2 separate regions of the Oryctolagus cuniculus genome follow, and region 2 is linked to region 1. A link is a contact called in public Micro-C data. All regions are on one chromosome and are shown on one strand. The core of a region is the stretch at or near the end of the contact, and the rest is flanking DNA. Distances in the headings are between cores, read along the strand shown. Region 1 has its middle 11 kb from the start of PPIF. Region 2 holds the start of ZCCHC24 (zinc finger CCHC-type containing 24).

The links. A called contact is a pair of places that touch in the nucleus more often than the background predicts.
Region 2: a contact with region 1 is called in a Micro-C map of ear pinna, with 2.3 times the contacts expected there. The contact joins the promoter of ZCCHC24 here to the enhancer-like site in region 1. A contact is called at or near these places in 3 of 6 Hi-C or Micro-C datasets (ear pinna, psoas muscle and an unstated tissue).

The regions. Positions count from the first base shown.
Region 1 is chr15:70,089,768-70,093,757 of mOryCun1.1, forward strand. No RefSeq gene overlaps it. Among named protein-coding and RNA genes, the nearest start is that of PPIF, 11 kb to the left of the region's middle. Within about 2 kb of position 1,839, at least 3 of the 8 cell types and tissues checked have an H3K27ac peak or open chromatin away from gene starts, as enhancers often do. A contact at or near this core is called in ear pinna, where this site is marked.
Region 2 is chr15:70,149,277-70,152,989 of mOryCun1.1, forward strand. It overlaps ZCCHC24 (zinc finger CCHC-type containing 24), which reads right to left and starts at 1,971. Exons shown (of 4, transcript XM_002722890.5): 1 at 1,528-1,971. The coding sequence starts at 1,773.

The sequences.
Region 1 (3,990 bases), core at 589-3,088:
GGGCTCAAACGCTTGGGCCATCTTCCACTGCTTTCCCAGGTCATAGCAGAGAGCTTGATTGGAAGAGGAGCAGCCGGGGTTTGAATGGTGGTCATATGGGATGCCGGCGCCGCAGGCATAGGATTAACCTACTGCGCCACAGCGCTGGGCCCCATGCATTATTTTTCTAATCAAGGAGAAAACTGATATTTGACAGTTTCACTCAAGCACAGATGCAGATGCAGGAGGCCCCGGGAGCCCTGTACTGGGCAGGTTGAAGCTTCCTTGAGATTGGGCGGGAGGTGGGGAAATAAAATCCCCGTAGTCTCCCAGGCAGCACAGGTGCGCCCACCAGCAGTAAGTCGCAGTCTCCGCTGTAGCCACCAGGGGGCAGCAGGTATCAGCCGCTGGGTGCCAGAGGCGCTCACTGGGGAATTCTGAGCCGCAGTGGGAGGGAGCAGTCTCCAAGGCGGTGCCAGGCTGGGGTCCTGTTCCCAGTTACACGCTAGGCAAGGCTCCCTCACCAAGGAAAGGAAGGCAGAAGCCCTGAGAGCTAGGTTGACAGGGTGAAGTGCCTGGGTGGGGAGGAGTGTGGCCTCTGGGCTAGCAGGGGCGCCTGCAAACCCCAGCCCCATCCCGGGAGCCAGGCGCGGGTTCCCGGGGTTCCTGCCAGCTGGTCACAGTGCAGACTTCCAGAGGCGCTGGGCTGGAGGGGCCGGGAAGGAGGCAGAGAAAGGAGTCACAGGACCTCCCCTACCGGCTCAGGTGGGCGCAGTAGTTCATGGCAGGTCCTGGATCTCATCTCCAGAGCTTCAGGGGACACGTGCAATTTGGCATCGGGTCCGAGTGACCCCTGTATGAGCATGGTCCTGGGTTACCAAGTTGCCCAGAGCCTGGGGGGAGCAAAGATGGTGGGCATCGGAGTGTTGCTCAGCTCCGGGCCTTGGGCAGAAAGACCTGCTCCTGGCAGAGATGGGGGAGGTGGCCTTGGAAACTCCTGGGGGCTGCCCAGGGAGACAGAGCCCAGGTGCTGGCCTGGCCTGCATGCTGGGACACAGAGGGGGCAGGAGCAGGGCTGCCCCACCCCCGTGGGGCCCCTGGGGACTTTCCAAGAATGGAGGTGTAAGGAGGGGGCCCCTTGGGGGTTGGGCCTGGCTTCCACGCAGGCCTCCAGTGAGCATGGGACCTGCACTGGAGAGTTCTCGGGCAGGCTGGGCAGGGGTGAGGCCCAGGGTGGAGTGGAGGGGCATGGGGAAAGCTGCCAGGCAGTTTGGAAGGGCAGCACAGCTGCGGAACCCCAGACCTGCTGTACCCCTGGGGCTGGGGCTGGGGATGGGGGCAGGGGTGGCTCTGGGAGGGGACACAGAGACGGGCTCTGTGCTTTGCTAGCTCCCCCATCTGTGAAAAGGGGACCCGTCGAAGTCCCCACCTCACAGGGCCAGTGCAAGGTCAAGTGATGATGCTGAGTGGACCTTTGGCCTCATGGCTAAGATGCCCGTGTCCCCTGTCAGAGGACCTGGGTTCGAGTCCCAGCTCCCAATGCCAGCTTCCTGCTAGGGCAGACCCTGGGAGGCAGCCCGTGGTGGCTCAAGCCTGGATGTGGGAGACCTGGACTGAGTTGCTGGCTCCTGGCTTCAGCGTGACCAAGTCTTTGTTGTTCTGTTTGTGTGGGGCATGGAGGGAGTGAGCCAGTGGGCAGAGCTCTGCCTGTTTCCTGGGACTTGGGCGTGGCCTCTCTCACCTTCCTGGGGTCCTAGCTGGAGTTTCCTCATCTTCTAGCATGGGCGCTGGCTGGGAGGACCAGGCCGTGGCTCCAGCGTGGGCGCTGGCTGGGAGGTCCCGTGGACCTTGCCCACAGCAGTGCCACTCGGGCCGCAGAGGAGGGCACAGGTCCACTCAGTGCAACCATGTGTGTCTGTCGGTGTGTCCGTGTGAGTATGTATATGTGCTTATGAGTGCAGTGTGTGTTGTTAGTACACGTGAGTGCTGGGGTAGGGGTGTCTGTGAGTGTGTGTGTGTATGTGTGTAATTGTGTGTATGCGTGTGTGTGTATGTGTGTGATTGTACGTGTGTGTGCCTTTTCGAGTATGTGCAAGTGTGTATGTGTGTGTGTGTGTGTGTTGGGCCAGGGCTGGGGATCCAGCCTGGGGATCCATGGTGGGGGCGGTGACAGAGAGGCCCCTGTGCCCCAGAACAGGCTGTTCCTGGCTCAGCCCAGAGCTCTGGGGGAGCAGCCAGACGCCTGACTCTGGAGGGGTGGGGAGGCCACCCCATCCTGGCACCCTGCCCCTCCCCGCCTCTCAACTCCTCCTGGCTCCTTCTCCCCGGCCCCCAGACACTGCGGGAGGCAGGCAGGCGCCCTGGCCAGGCAGCAGCTGCAAGGGTGGCATTGGGACGCCCCCCACCCAGGGTCAGGGCGACTCATGGTGGGGCCAGGCCTGGCCAGGGCACTGAGCCTGGCCTCAGGAGGGGCTGGGTGCCCTCGGTCTGCTGGGGGAATGACGGGCACCCCTGGCACAGAGCGGGGAGGTCTGAGGGTGCGGGAGCCTGGGACCAGGGATTCAGCTCCTGGCTCAGCCACCTGTCCCCGGTGACCCGAGGTGAGCTCTTGCCCCGCCAGGGGCACCTCAGCTTGGGCCCAGAGTGGGGCCATCCTCCTGGGGCCCCTAGGCCCGCTCTGGTGCACTCTGCCCTGGACAGCCAGCTGCCTCTGAACGTGGGCATTAAGTCCAACCGGAAATCCTTCCTGTCCTGGGGAATTACCGGCTTCCACAGCTCTCAGCGATGTTGAAACGCAGGCTGTGGCGGACTTGGGTTTGTTTTCTTTGCATGAAAAACAAAAGAAAACAAACACACGGGCGCAGGCACCCTGACACACACGTTCAGGGGCAAGGGCCCAGCACAGCACACCACAGTGGGGGCCGGGTCGGGGCTGCAGGGTGAGCAAGTGGACCCGGGGGTCCTGAGTCTCACACAGGCCCCTCTGGTCCCCGCTGTGTGGTCTCTGGCGAGGGGCTCCTGCCTGGGCCACAGACAATGGGAGCAAGAGATTCACGTGCCCCTGGACCCCTGGCGCCAAGCAGCGTGCGGGTCTTGTGCTCAAGGCTGTGTTATCTGTACAATATGCCGAAGCTAAGAGCCAGGAATTGCATCTGGGTCTCCCACATGGGTGGCAGGGGCCCAAGCACTTGGGCTGTCCTCTGCTGCTTTCCCAGGCATTAGCAGGGTGCTGGATCAGAAGCGGAGCAGCCAGGACTTGAACTGGTGCTGCACGGCAGTGGGACACTGGCATCACGAGTGGTGGCTGCACCTGTGGCACCTCAACACTGGCCCTTGCCGTGAGTTTCCTCTGCTGGCCCACGGACACCACTTTGACCTGTGCCCTACCTAGACACTTAGCCGGTGGCTGCCAAGATTTCAGCCTTGGAAAACCGCCTGGAACAATATTGATTTCCAGGTTTCCTCCCCGCAGTATTATTCTTAGCAACCACCAGCTGGAGGCGAGGACAAGATGCCCTCTCTCAGCGCAGGGCTCCCAGCCCCCTGGCTTCTCAGCTGACTTCCCCACAGGGGAGCCCTAGGAGACCTCAGGAGACTCCCTCAGAGCCCCGGGGCTTTGCAACCTCGGAGGCACAATGGCCTGGCCTGGTTGGGGTAGGCATTAAAACCCAAGGGCTTTGGGGGCTGGCGCTGTGGCATAGCAGGTAGAGCCTCTGCTTGCAGCGTCAGCATCCCATATGGGCGCCGGTTCGAGTCCCAGCTGCTCCACTTCCCATCTGGCTTTCTGCTGTGGCCTGGGAGAGCAGTACAAGATGGCCCAAGTCCTTGGGCCCCTGCACCCTCGTCCTGGCTTCGGATCAGCCCAGCTCTAGACGTTGCGGCCATTTGGAGAGTGAACCAGCAGATGGAAGACTTCTCCCACTCTCTCTGTCTCTGTCTCTCTGACTCTGCCTTTCAAACAAAGAAATAAATCTTGGAAACCCGAGGGCACTCCCAGACCCATTTCCCAGT
Region 2 (3,713 bases), core at 721-3,220, 60 kb after region 1:
ACTTGCAGGGGTCACAGGCGCTCCCAAGCCACCCACCCTTCCTACCACATCGCCTGTCTTCCTCTCTCCCGCCCCACAAGCCAGTCTGGGACTGTGCCTCCCCCAGCGCCCACAAGAGTTCCACAAATGTTTGGTGAGAGCATAGACAACTGAAACGAACCAGACACCGAGCAAGGAACCCCCGAACGGTCCGGCAATGCCCAGTCACCTGAAGCCAGCTCCCCGAAGAGGCGACAAGGCCTCTCAGGAGAAGGAAAAGTGTGGGGCCAGGAATGAGTCCACACGCGGAGAGACGGCTTCCTCCTTCACAAAGAGCTTTGGCACACAGGTGTTTCACCAGGCACCCCGGCCAGCCTCCCTGCACTCTGCCCACGTCCGCCCACAGAGGTCAACAGGTCAGCCCTGGACGCATGGGCCTCAAGCCGATGTCTTCCACCTCCACGTCTCACCCAGCAAGCAAATCATGGCAGAGTGGAAGCCGTTGAGACCAGAAAGAGCGACCCTCTGCCTCCCTCTCTCATCTCCAGCGCACCCTGGCATCCATGGGCTCCTCCCACCACCCATTCAGAACTCAGAGTCCCCAGGTCTAGAAGGAAACAACCCCCGGGTGTCCTCTCCAGCAGCACCCACCCCCTGCACCCTGGGCAGGGAGAACCACAAGGGGAGGCAGCCGGGACCACAGAGAGGTCTACAATTCCCAAATGAGGCAGGAAGCAAGTGGGCCGGGAGGAGGCAACAGGGAAGGGGCTGAGAGGTCAGGAATCTGTGTATTTATCTAGCTGGAAAGCAGGCACTGCCCGGCCACTTTGTAACTGAATCCACCAAAGAGCCAGACTTTGCAACACAGGCGCATAGGTTTGTGTAGAAGGCGCTGGGCAACTGAAACCTCTCCCCCCTATCTGGTCCCCCTCCCAAGAGCTCAAGAGGATTTCCATTTCATTTCCTTCCAGGCTGGGAGGGCAGGGGACAGCACAGTCTGTGGGGTCAAGCCCTCAGAAACCACTTCCTATGTGGCTGGGAGAGGGCGGGAAGCTGGGGGTCCCAGGGTGGGACGAGCAGGAGCGGCGAGTCATGGATCTCCAGGGGCTGGGGATCGCCGAGGACGGAGGAGAAAAGATCCTAGGCCCTTGCCAGAGGCTCTTCCCGTAGAATCTGCACTCCCGGTCCCAGCCAGCGGTGGCCAGGAGGGGATAGGGCTGGGCGTGGGAAGGACACTTGGAAGGGGCTCCCCGCCCTGGCCGCACCCGGCTGTTTGGAGAGACTCCCTCCCCAGACGCCCGCCACACGCACCCGTGCCCCCCAGCCCCCAGGACAAGCAGAGCTGCTCCGGGCCAGGCTCAGCCGGGAGGTGACGCGCTGCCGGAGCCCCGGGGACTTGGGGCGGCGAGTTTGGCAGAGCTGAACGAATTCAAGCCAAGCCCGGCCCGGCAGTGCGGAGTCGGCGAGGGCCGGGCCAGGAAGAGCCGGGCAGATAGGAAGCGGCCCGGAGCGGCGGGGCGCGAGGCGGGGGGAGCGCGGGGCACCCACCTCTCCGCGCTGCAGCTGGAAGAAGCTGTTGAGATAGCTGGAGTGCAGGGGCGAACCCAGCTGCTCCGGGCGGCCCTTGCCGAAGGCCAGCTCCGGGGGCGCGGCGCCGGCGGGCGGCTCCGGCCGGAAGGCATCGAAGGCACTGGCCTGGTGCGTGTCCTGCAGCGACAGGTAGACCCAGTTGAGCAGCTGGGCCGGCTGGTAGACCGAGGCGGCGCTCGTGTCGATGGCCGACAGCAGGCTCATTTTGCCGCGGCGGTGCCGGCCCCTCCCCGGCCGCCCGCTCGCGCCCCCCCTCCAGCGGAGGGGCGGGCACCGGGGAGCCTGCGCCCGCTGCCAGCCGCCCGGGCCGCGACGGCGATCGCCCCGCGCCCCGCGCCCTGCGCCCCGCGCGCTGCCCGCAGCCGCCGCCGCCGCCGCCGCCTCCCCCCGACTGCAGCCGGGGCGCGCGCGGGCGGAGGAAGGAGGCAGCGAAAGTTGGGCAGGAAACTTTCGGCTCCGCCCCGCCGCGCCGCCCGCCCCGCCCCGCCCTGCGATCCGCTATCTGCCTCAACGCTGACCCTTTCGGCGTCCGCCCCGTGGGCGGGGGCTCAGGAGGCCCCGCCCCCACCCTGCGCCGTCTTTCGCCCCCATTGGCTGCTCCGTTGAATATGGAATGAAGGGGGCGCGGCGAGAGGCGACCGGGGCGGATCTGCATGTGCAGAGCGGCGCTGGCTGGCCCGTGGGCGGCCCCCTTCCTAGCCCCACCCCGCCGCCGCCCGGCCCACCCAGCACCCGGACCCCGCGGCGAGCTCGGTGCCGCCCCGGCCTCTTCAGTGTCATCTCGCCTGCCCGAAGGCTCACTGCTGTCCTTTCCTCTGGACTCGCGTCCGCCTCCCTTGTTCCCCACGCCCGCTGCGGCCCGTGTCTCAGGGTCTCCCAGGCCCCGGGTCTCTCCGTCCGTCGGGCAGTCCGCGTCTACGCCTCCGTCTCCGTCTCTCTGCTTCTGGTCGGATGTTTCTCTGCGCTTCTCCCTCCCCTCGCTAGCACCGCGGGACCCTCCCCCTCCCACTTAATTCCTTCCATCTGCGGAATCGCTTCGCGGGCCGGCCGCGCCAGGGGGGGCCGGGGTTCCTGCCCGGGGAAGGACTCCCCGCCCCCTGCCCTCGCCTTCCCTCCACCCCCTCCGCCTTCTCCTGTTTCTGCCCCGGGCCCGCCTCGCCTCTCGCCGCTCTCGTCCGCCAGGACCCCAGTCCCGGGCCTCCCCTGGCGCTTCGGCGGGCTGCCGGGACCTCAGCTTGGGCCCTGGGGCCCCCGGGAAGGCGACTGTCACCCAGCTCCTCGGGACAACCCAGTTAGGCCTCCTCAGCCTGGGGGAGCTCCGGCCCGGCGCGACGGGCCCCTAACGACCAGGCCGCTGGGACCGATCGGCGGGGCCCAGCGGCTCGGTGCCCGCCCAGCGGACCTGCCTGCCTGCCTGGCGGAGGCCCCAAGTCATCTTTCCCACCTCCAGTCCGGCCCGGCGGCGTTCACTTTGCAGTGACCTCTGCGTGGCACTGGCCGCTGCGGGGGCGCCCGTTTCCCCCTCTGCAGGATGGGGTTGATCGCTGTCCGGCCCCAGGCGGTGTTTGCAAGCTCACCAAGTTGGGTTTGGAAAGCAGAAGGCGCTTTGTAAAGGTCAGCGATCCCGGAGGGTTTCTCCCTTTCCCTGTTCGAGGCCCGGCACCTAAGCGCATCCATGGATGCCCGCGCCAGGAGAGCCTCCTGGGGTCACCAAGTGCGGCCCTTTCCCACCAGCTAGAGCTCCTCTGATGTCAGATCTCCGTGCTTTCCAAGAAAACAATTTGCAATGCTCGATGCAAAATATAGCGTGTATCCTTATCATACCTAATTATTTATATGCATCAAAGACACACCTAGAAACTACCTTTTATATTTTTGAACAGTGTTAAACCTATTTGTTTAAACAGAAAACACATGTCTGTTGGAAATGTGATAACTAATTTTTAGAAATTTATTTATTTGAGGTGCTGGCGCTGTGGTGTGGAAGGTAAAGCCACCGCCTGCAGTGTTGGCATCCTATATGGGTGCCGGTTAGAGTCCCCACTGCTCCACTTCCTATCCAGCAGAGGCAGAGAGAGAGAGAGAGAGAGAGAGAGAGAGAGAGAGAGAGAGAGATCAGTCTTTCATCTGCTGGTTCACTCTCC